2 separate regions of the Xenopus tropicalis genome follow, and region 2 is linked to region 1. The links are chromatin contacts, called in public Hi-C maps. All regions are on one chromosome and are shown on one strand. The core of a region is the stretch at or near the end of the contact, and the rest is flanking DNA. Distances in the headings are between cores, read along the strand shown.

What was found. Hi-C and Micro-C count contacts between places; a contact is called where the count stands out from the background.
Region 2: a Hi-C map of liver shows a contact between it and region 1, with 4 times the contacts expected there. The contact joins two enhancer-like sites. A contact is called at or near these places in 5 of 5 Hi-C or Micro-C datasets (brain, gastrula embryo, liver and 2 more).

Annotation. Positions count from the first base shown.
Region 1 is chr3:115,584,094-115,587,637 of UCB_Xtro_10.0, forward strand. It overlaps asb7 (ankyrin repeat and SOCS box containing 7), which reads left to right. Exons shown (of 7, transcript NM_001017154.2): 7 at 3,393-3,544. The coding sequence ends at 3,532. Among named protein-coding and RNA genes, the nearest start is that of asb7, 19 kb to the left of the region's middle. Within about 2 kb of position 1,523, at least 2 of the 11 cell types and tissues checked have an H3K27ac peak or open chromatin away from gene starts, as enhancers often do. A contact at or near this core is called in liver, where this site is marked.
Region 2 is chr3:115,668,186-115,671,729 of UCB_Xtro_10.0, forward strand. It overlaps aldh1a3 (aldehyde dehydrogenase family 1 member A3), which reads left to right. Exons shown (of 13, transcript XM_002939264.5): 6 at 1-73; 7 at 2,395-2,508. Among named protein-coding and RNA genes, the nearest start is that of aldh1a3, 16 kb to the left of the region's middle. Within about 2 kb of position 1,901, at least 2 of the 11 cell types and tissues checked have an H3K27ac peak or open chromatin away from gene starts, as enhancers often do. A contact at or near this core is called in liver, where this site is marked.

The DNA of each region.
Region 1 (3,544 bases), core at 273-2,772:
TCCAGGAAAATAACTAATTGGTAAGGTTTTTCCTCAAAGCCCAACAGCTGTAAAATGGCTAACCTCCACATGACAAGTTCAAAGGATTTTTTATTAATCAACTCAAATCATTGAGGCAGTTCCCTAATAACTGTGTTACAGCCAGTTTCAACATCTGACTCCCGATAGTAATTGGAATGTTCTTAGTCAGTGTCATTATAGAACAAATGTGGGTAGGGGGGGACATTTGGGAATATAAGTATTTCCTTTCTGTTCTAAATACTGTAGAGCAATTCCTGTCACACTTTGCTTTATAAATAACAATCTGTATTATACCTCAATCGCATAATAGGGGTGTGCAACTGCAGGACTGATTCCAATCACCAGAAAAGCAAATTCACATAAGTATGTGGCACATCTGGAACACACCGGGCCGATAGGAAATATCTATTTGATTTTTGTCAGCCATAAGTTATTTCTTGGACTTTCGTTTTTTGAGAGCTTGTGCCACCTTTGTGGTCCATATTGTGGCACTAACCATTGGTCAGGGTCTTGCATTTTTCAGTGCAGCACTATTACAAAAATATCTAATACCAACATCTCACACTGGTATTCAGGCTGGCCATTTGAGACTATCTGGTAAAGTACATTATCTGCCTTTCAGCCTGTGCCCTCTGGCCTTTGGATGTGATGCTTGAGTGATGCTAACCCCTTAGTCCCCTTTATGTGGTTTTTAAACCACATAAAGACAGGATGCATTCATCATTTTAGCCATGTTAGGCTACATGGTACAGCTATGAGTTGTATTCTGGAAGCCATGGGACCTGGAGTTTCTGGGTAAGAGGATTTTCTGTAAATGTGAACCATACCTTAAGGGGCCAGTACACCCCCTTGATTGACAAGTGCAACACACAGGGCTGGTGCCAAATGTATTGTTTTAATCACAAAATCTATGTTTATTGTAATTTCTTGTTAACAGGGCATACGGGCAAACTTAAGCTCCGCAATGTTTGGTCCTTATGGGGTACATAATTAGATTATTTCAACACAGATGATCCCCCTTGCATAATGGACAACAAAACTGGTTGTACACTGGCAATCTAATTCTCTGTCTCGCAAGGAATTAAACATGACGAGAAAGCCAACGAACTAATGTCCAACAAGGGGGGGTATACTGCCGCTTTAAGGCTAATAATAAACAATGTGGCACTGTAAAATAACAAAGTGCTTTTTGCTAGAAAAAATTGTTTTAGTTGTAATGGCCAATAACCAGTGTATTTTATTTTGTTTTTTTGTTCGCCATACTGCTAAACTGTTCAGGACATAAGATTTTTATGCGGCTTAGAATTTGCAGGGGGTGAGATCATACTTGTTTTTCCTAAAACTGGTCATAAATTCTTGTAATTTTCATGGTTGGGAAGTAATAGAAAGATATTCCGATCCACTCAAATGTCAATCTGTTGCTGTTTTGCATTGTATTAGTGCCAGACACACAGGGTGTGATTTTACTTCCTCCTAATCGTATTAGTGTCACACAGTGTTGGTTTTTGGCAGGGGCGCGGAGCGGATAGAATCAGAAACATTAGTTTGTGTATTGCGCCAGAACTGGAGGCCACTGAGTTGCTGAATTTGTGGCATGGCTTGATAAGCACACACAGAATGTGCCAGATGTTTGTTAGAAAGCGCTACTAATGGGTCATTGTTTTGTTTTTACACATACTACTTCTCTATAAAGAGCAGTGTTAAGGTGGCGATACACAGGCAGCCGACTGGGCCCTTTAGATCAATTCAGCAGCTCATCTGCCCGTGTATGGGGAACCCAGACTGGCCTACCTGACTATATCTGCCCACAAATAAGCCAGATGTTAATTGGGCAGGTTTGATTTTTCCATTGAATCGTGGATCACATCAGCTTAGCGATGCATTCCTTTCTCCGACAACTCTTATTCCCATCTTCATAATCTGTTCTTCCCCCTGTGGCCAAACAATCAGATTAGCCTGATAATTACCCACCATTGTTCACAACAAGCTGGAAACTATAAGCACTTTCAGTTTATAATTTTGCCCTAGAAATAACAAAAACTTTGTTTCTTACAATAATAATAGGCAAAAAGTATGTTCCGCACAAAAGTCCTATTTATTGCATTTATGTCGGACAAGGGGGTGTCTGAATTTCTTTCTCTCCCAAGAGATGTAGAGTCATTTTTTGCACATTTGTTTCCAAGCATTGTGCAAGGAGTGAGCCTTACATACACACTCAGCAATGTCTGAGCTGAGGATTTGGGCTTCTCCTCAATTGCTCTGATTAGTAAGGGGAGATACATGTAAATAATGTCCCAATACTCTGTCAGCATGACTAGCAAGTCAGTCTCTCTAGTAGTGTTACTATAATCTTTCTTTATTCTTATTTTCCCTGTAACCACCAAGGAATGAGTAACTGCCCCTGATTACTCTGTTAATAAACCCTGCAATGCTAATACAGCCCAATCTGCTGTAAATGTGTATACACAGAATAAAATCATTTACATAAAATCATGGTATATTGTCAACTGACCAGAGTGCTTCCATCTTTCAGGTGCGTCCTTTCCAGCCAGTGAGGAGCGGGTGGGTGGTGCTAAATGGACAGATTGGGAGGGGCATGAGAGATTCAGGGAACTGTATTGAAAATCTGGTCAGGTGGAGCAACAGTTGAGGGAGGAGAGCAAAGGACGGGTAATTACAGATTTACTGGAAAGAACATTATGGGGCCTGGGGATATACCAGCTGGGTTGCAGCCCTAGTTGACCAACCACTCATTCCATGAGTAACCAGTAAGCACAACAATCTTTACTTTAAAATATAGAATAAAAGCATTTGAGAATACTCAACGTAGTCAGTCAGATCAGAAGGGGAACAGGGGCTGGGCTTAGGGAACTGCTCCAAACCATATTATTGAATCATGAAAAGGCTGCATATCTTTTAATTGATGTATATTGCAAAGTTGAAATTATGTTTACTTTTCAAAAAGCACAAAAACTTTTGTGGCTAAAAATAATTCAGACCCAGGTGCTGCTACTGTGTCAGACAGCGACGGTTTCTCTTATGTTTCATGCAACACATACTGGGGTTTACTTCAAATTCTGTAAACAGATGTCACTCTTGAGAGATGTAGATCCCATCCAGTAAACACCGTTATTATATATAGAACACGCAACATGTTTTGGATCTAATAATCCTTCATCAGGTGCTCAGTTATTTAAAATTACAAAAAGCTTTACTTTCAGAAATGAAAGACATTGTACACATTAACGTTTTGCTTCTGCCCGTGTAAGGCCACCTTGGGACAAAGAGGTTGAACTTGATTGACGTGTCTTTTCTTCACCCCCTGTTACAAGAAATCTTGCTCTCACACTAATATCTCTGTTTCTCCCCAGGGCAGCCCCGATATCTGCAGGATTTATGCCGGATTAAAATTCGCCACTGTATAGGACTACAGAATCTCAAGCTACTGGACGAGCTCCCTATCGCCAGGGTTATAAAAGACTACTTAAAACACAAATTCGATGATATCTGAGCGCAGTTTCCA
Region 2 (3,544 bases), core at 651-3,150, 84 kb after region 1:
CAACACTTTAGTCATTAAGCCAGCAGAACAGACTCCCCTCACTTCTCTCCACATCGGATCATTAATCAAAGAGGTAAGGCTAGTTCTGCCTGAGGCCATCTCTTACAAAAACTACACCAACCTCTTCTGTGTTCTAATGGCATTCAGTGCACTTAAAACTGAGTGGCACCTTAATATCTATGTCTGAGTAGGTACAGAATTCTTCGTATTTTACTGCAGGGGCACTGAATAAACAACTAAAGTTTTGAAAAGCCATGTGAGCCAGTTATTGGGCAACTAAATCTCACGCGTGACCCTGATGTTGCTCGCCCCAGTAAGATGGTCCTATATTCAAATTGCAGAGAAGAAGCATAGTGTATAGAAACAAATTCTCATAAGATCTCTCGAAGCGTCATAGTGATTGGTCAAACAAACATTTGCTGTGTATTCTATCACTGCCAATGGTTCTCATTGGCTTTTGGACAGTAAAAGGCTGCTAGTAGCTGAGGTTGCAGCCTTTATATAGAAAATTTTTGATTTTATTAGAGTTTTATTTTAATGAAGTCAGCCTATCTGACCATAGGCTTGAAACTGACGAAACAAGCATTTATCTTTGAAATCTTGATTATGATCACAAAAATTGCTTTTCTTTTTGAGTGGAATAATTACTGTAGACTATTAGGAACTGGCAGGGGCGCCACATAGACACTAAAAGCATCAATGTAAGCAAGTAAAGGGAAATGGCTTTAGGATACACTAAACCCATACTCCCTTAGCAAATTTTGAATATTCAGTATTTCAGTATTAAGTTTCCCTACTAAATTATACATTTCATGGTAAAGAGAAGTATGCCCTCTTCAGTAGAATCCAGAGAGCTACATATTATTTTCAAGGATTCTTCATTACAATTTAATGTTAAAAATGATGGACAGTTTTTGGCAGTGCTCATTTGTAAACAGTGGGAAACTGGTAGCCATTCTGAGATGAGCAGCAATATAAATGCAAGAATTTTAAATACCAGTTCAGTAACACATCAGGTTTGTTTGCACAATGTTTAGGAGTAATATTGGTCCATTATCCCAGGCAGATTAGCTCCAGCTCCATTGGATTCAGATCTGCGTTGCCTTGGTCATTGTAGGACATTCACCTTCTTGTTCTTGAGGCATTCCGTTATCAATTTGGCCTCAATGGGATAATTTTCCTACTGAAGATGGACTTTTGGGCGAGCTTCTGTTTTTAGCAGATTGAAAGAGGTCCCTTTTACCTTGCACTAGCCTTTTTTTCAATACGATTACAAGATGAACCAATGCTCTTCCTAGCAAATACTGAACTCACGCCCTCGTCTCACCCCCAACCTAGCCCTTTTTCTCCTTTCACAATAACTATTGATGGCATGACTATTAACCCTGTTAATTCACCACGCTGCCTGGGGGTTCTTTATGACCAGTCTCAAATCATATTAATGCAATATTACCAAAATACACGCCTTTCTTTCACAAGTAATTGCTAAAACACTAATACATGCCCTTATCCTATCCTGTTTGGATTACTGCAGTCTCCTACTAACTGGCCTCCCAGACTCCCACTTAGATTGTAAGCTCTATGGGGCAGGGACCTTCTTCCTACTTTGTCTCATACCACATGGCACTTAATCTGTGTATTTATACTTATTCGTTTTATTTATTTTAATATGTGTCCTCCCTGTGTGTACTTTTGTAAACTGTAAGATTGTAGAGCGCTGCATATTCTTGTAGCTTTCTTCAAATTCTATATCTTTTTTTTAACCTTATACAGTGTAATATTCTTCTAGTAGCTTTCGGTTGTACTGTGGTGTCCCAAGTAGGGGCATTTAGAGTCTCAATGCAACCCGCATGGCTGTGTTCACTCAGGCTTGGCACCTCAGCTATACTGAGAGCACTGATGTAGAGCACCGATCACAATGTCAAAACAGCCTAGACAGGAAATACCACCATGGGGCTACACAGTACAACCCACAGTTATCACTAAGTCTGCTGTTATTTTGCTGGTACAAATGCACACACTGAATTATAATTAAGCTTGCACATCAGCTATTACCTCCATAACATATCTAAAAAATATTGAATTCTGCAGCCAGATTTCTGTAGTCATTCTTTGGAATCCTTAAGTGATCTCTTTGTAATTGTAACATTATGAACTAAGATAGATTTGTCCTTCCAACTCTATCCCAGCAGTCTTTTCTTGTACTTTTTGCTGCAAACAAATAATGATTTATGTTCCTGGTTGTTATCTATTGGTACCATTAGAATCTTTGTCTAGATATGTCTGTATTAGAAGGGACAACCCCTGCTTGTTGGAAAAGACACTGAAGTGACAATTACCAGGCTGGCTACTCAGTTTGAACTATTTTAATAAGTACTTTATCTGTCACTGCAGGCTGGCTTCCCTCCTGGAGTAGTCAATATAGTGCCAGGATATGGACCCACAGCTGGATCTGCCATCTCCCACCACCCTGACATTGATAAAATTGCATTCACTGGATCCACAGAGGTAAGCTGTTGACTACAGATGTAACTTGGTTCCATGTCCTCTTTAGCCTGTAGCAGTCAACTTCAGCTTTGAGTTGAGGCAACATGTCAACTAGGGGAGGTGGCCAGGACACAGTGCATTTGTCAAAAGTGAATAAAACTTGAAACAACAGACCCAAACCATGCATGAACACCAGCTATGGCTTATTCCTCAACTGAAATACTGCTGTACAAGTTCCAATGTCAAAATGCACCATATGTCAATTTGAAGTTATTACAAGAGAACTCAGTTAGACATAATGTTTTCTTAAAGACAGTACAGTTCTCCATGTGTCCCATTTGGATGTCTGACTAAACTGTAATGGTTTGTAACCTGGGCTCTTGCTCAAAAGTTACAAATTTGCTGGCCCAGGTTTGGGCCAAACACATTTGTATCATGTAATAAAGGTTACAAGCAACACTATATATTATATATATACATATATATACATATATATATATATTTAAATATATATCCATAGCAGTCACATTTAATTTACAACAGGCGGCCAGCAAATGCTAGATTCTGATTTCTTGTTTTGGGTTATTAGGCCTGGTACCAACTTTGCATGGGTCCCAAAGAGCATTTTAACCTTGGTTCTTTGCCAAGTTAAGTACAGGCTGTTAATTACCCCATTCCCATAGCACACACATTATTGTGTTAGATATATTTGTTTTAGTTTGCATTTACCAATTGACTATTTTCCCATGAATAGATTTCATGATTCATGATCCCTGAGGCTTTTAGATGAAAAACAGAATTCAGTGATGTTTGTATAGTAACCATAACAAGTTATATTATGACATATGAAAGTACTCCATAGTAAACTGATAATAGGCATTTAGATAAGAATTATTACAGTTGCTATTATCATTTATGGAAATACATGTACTTTGAAAATATAGATAAAGCTGGGCTGTAATGAAAGTGATAAAGCCTACATGCTGCATTTTTTAATATATGCAATGTGAGAATTCACTGGCCAGTGGACATATTTCTGGAGTTTGATCATAAGTAT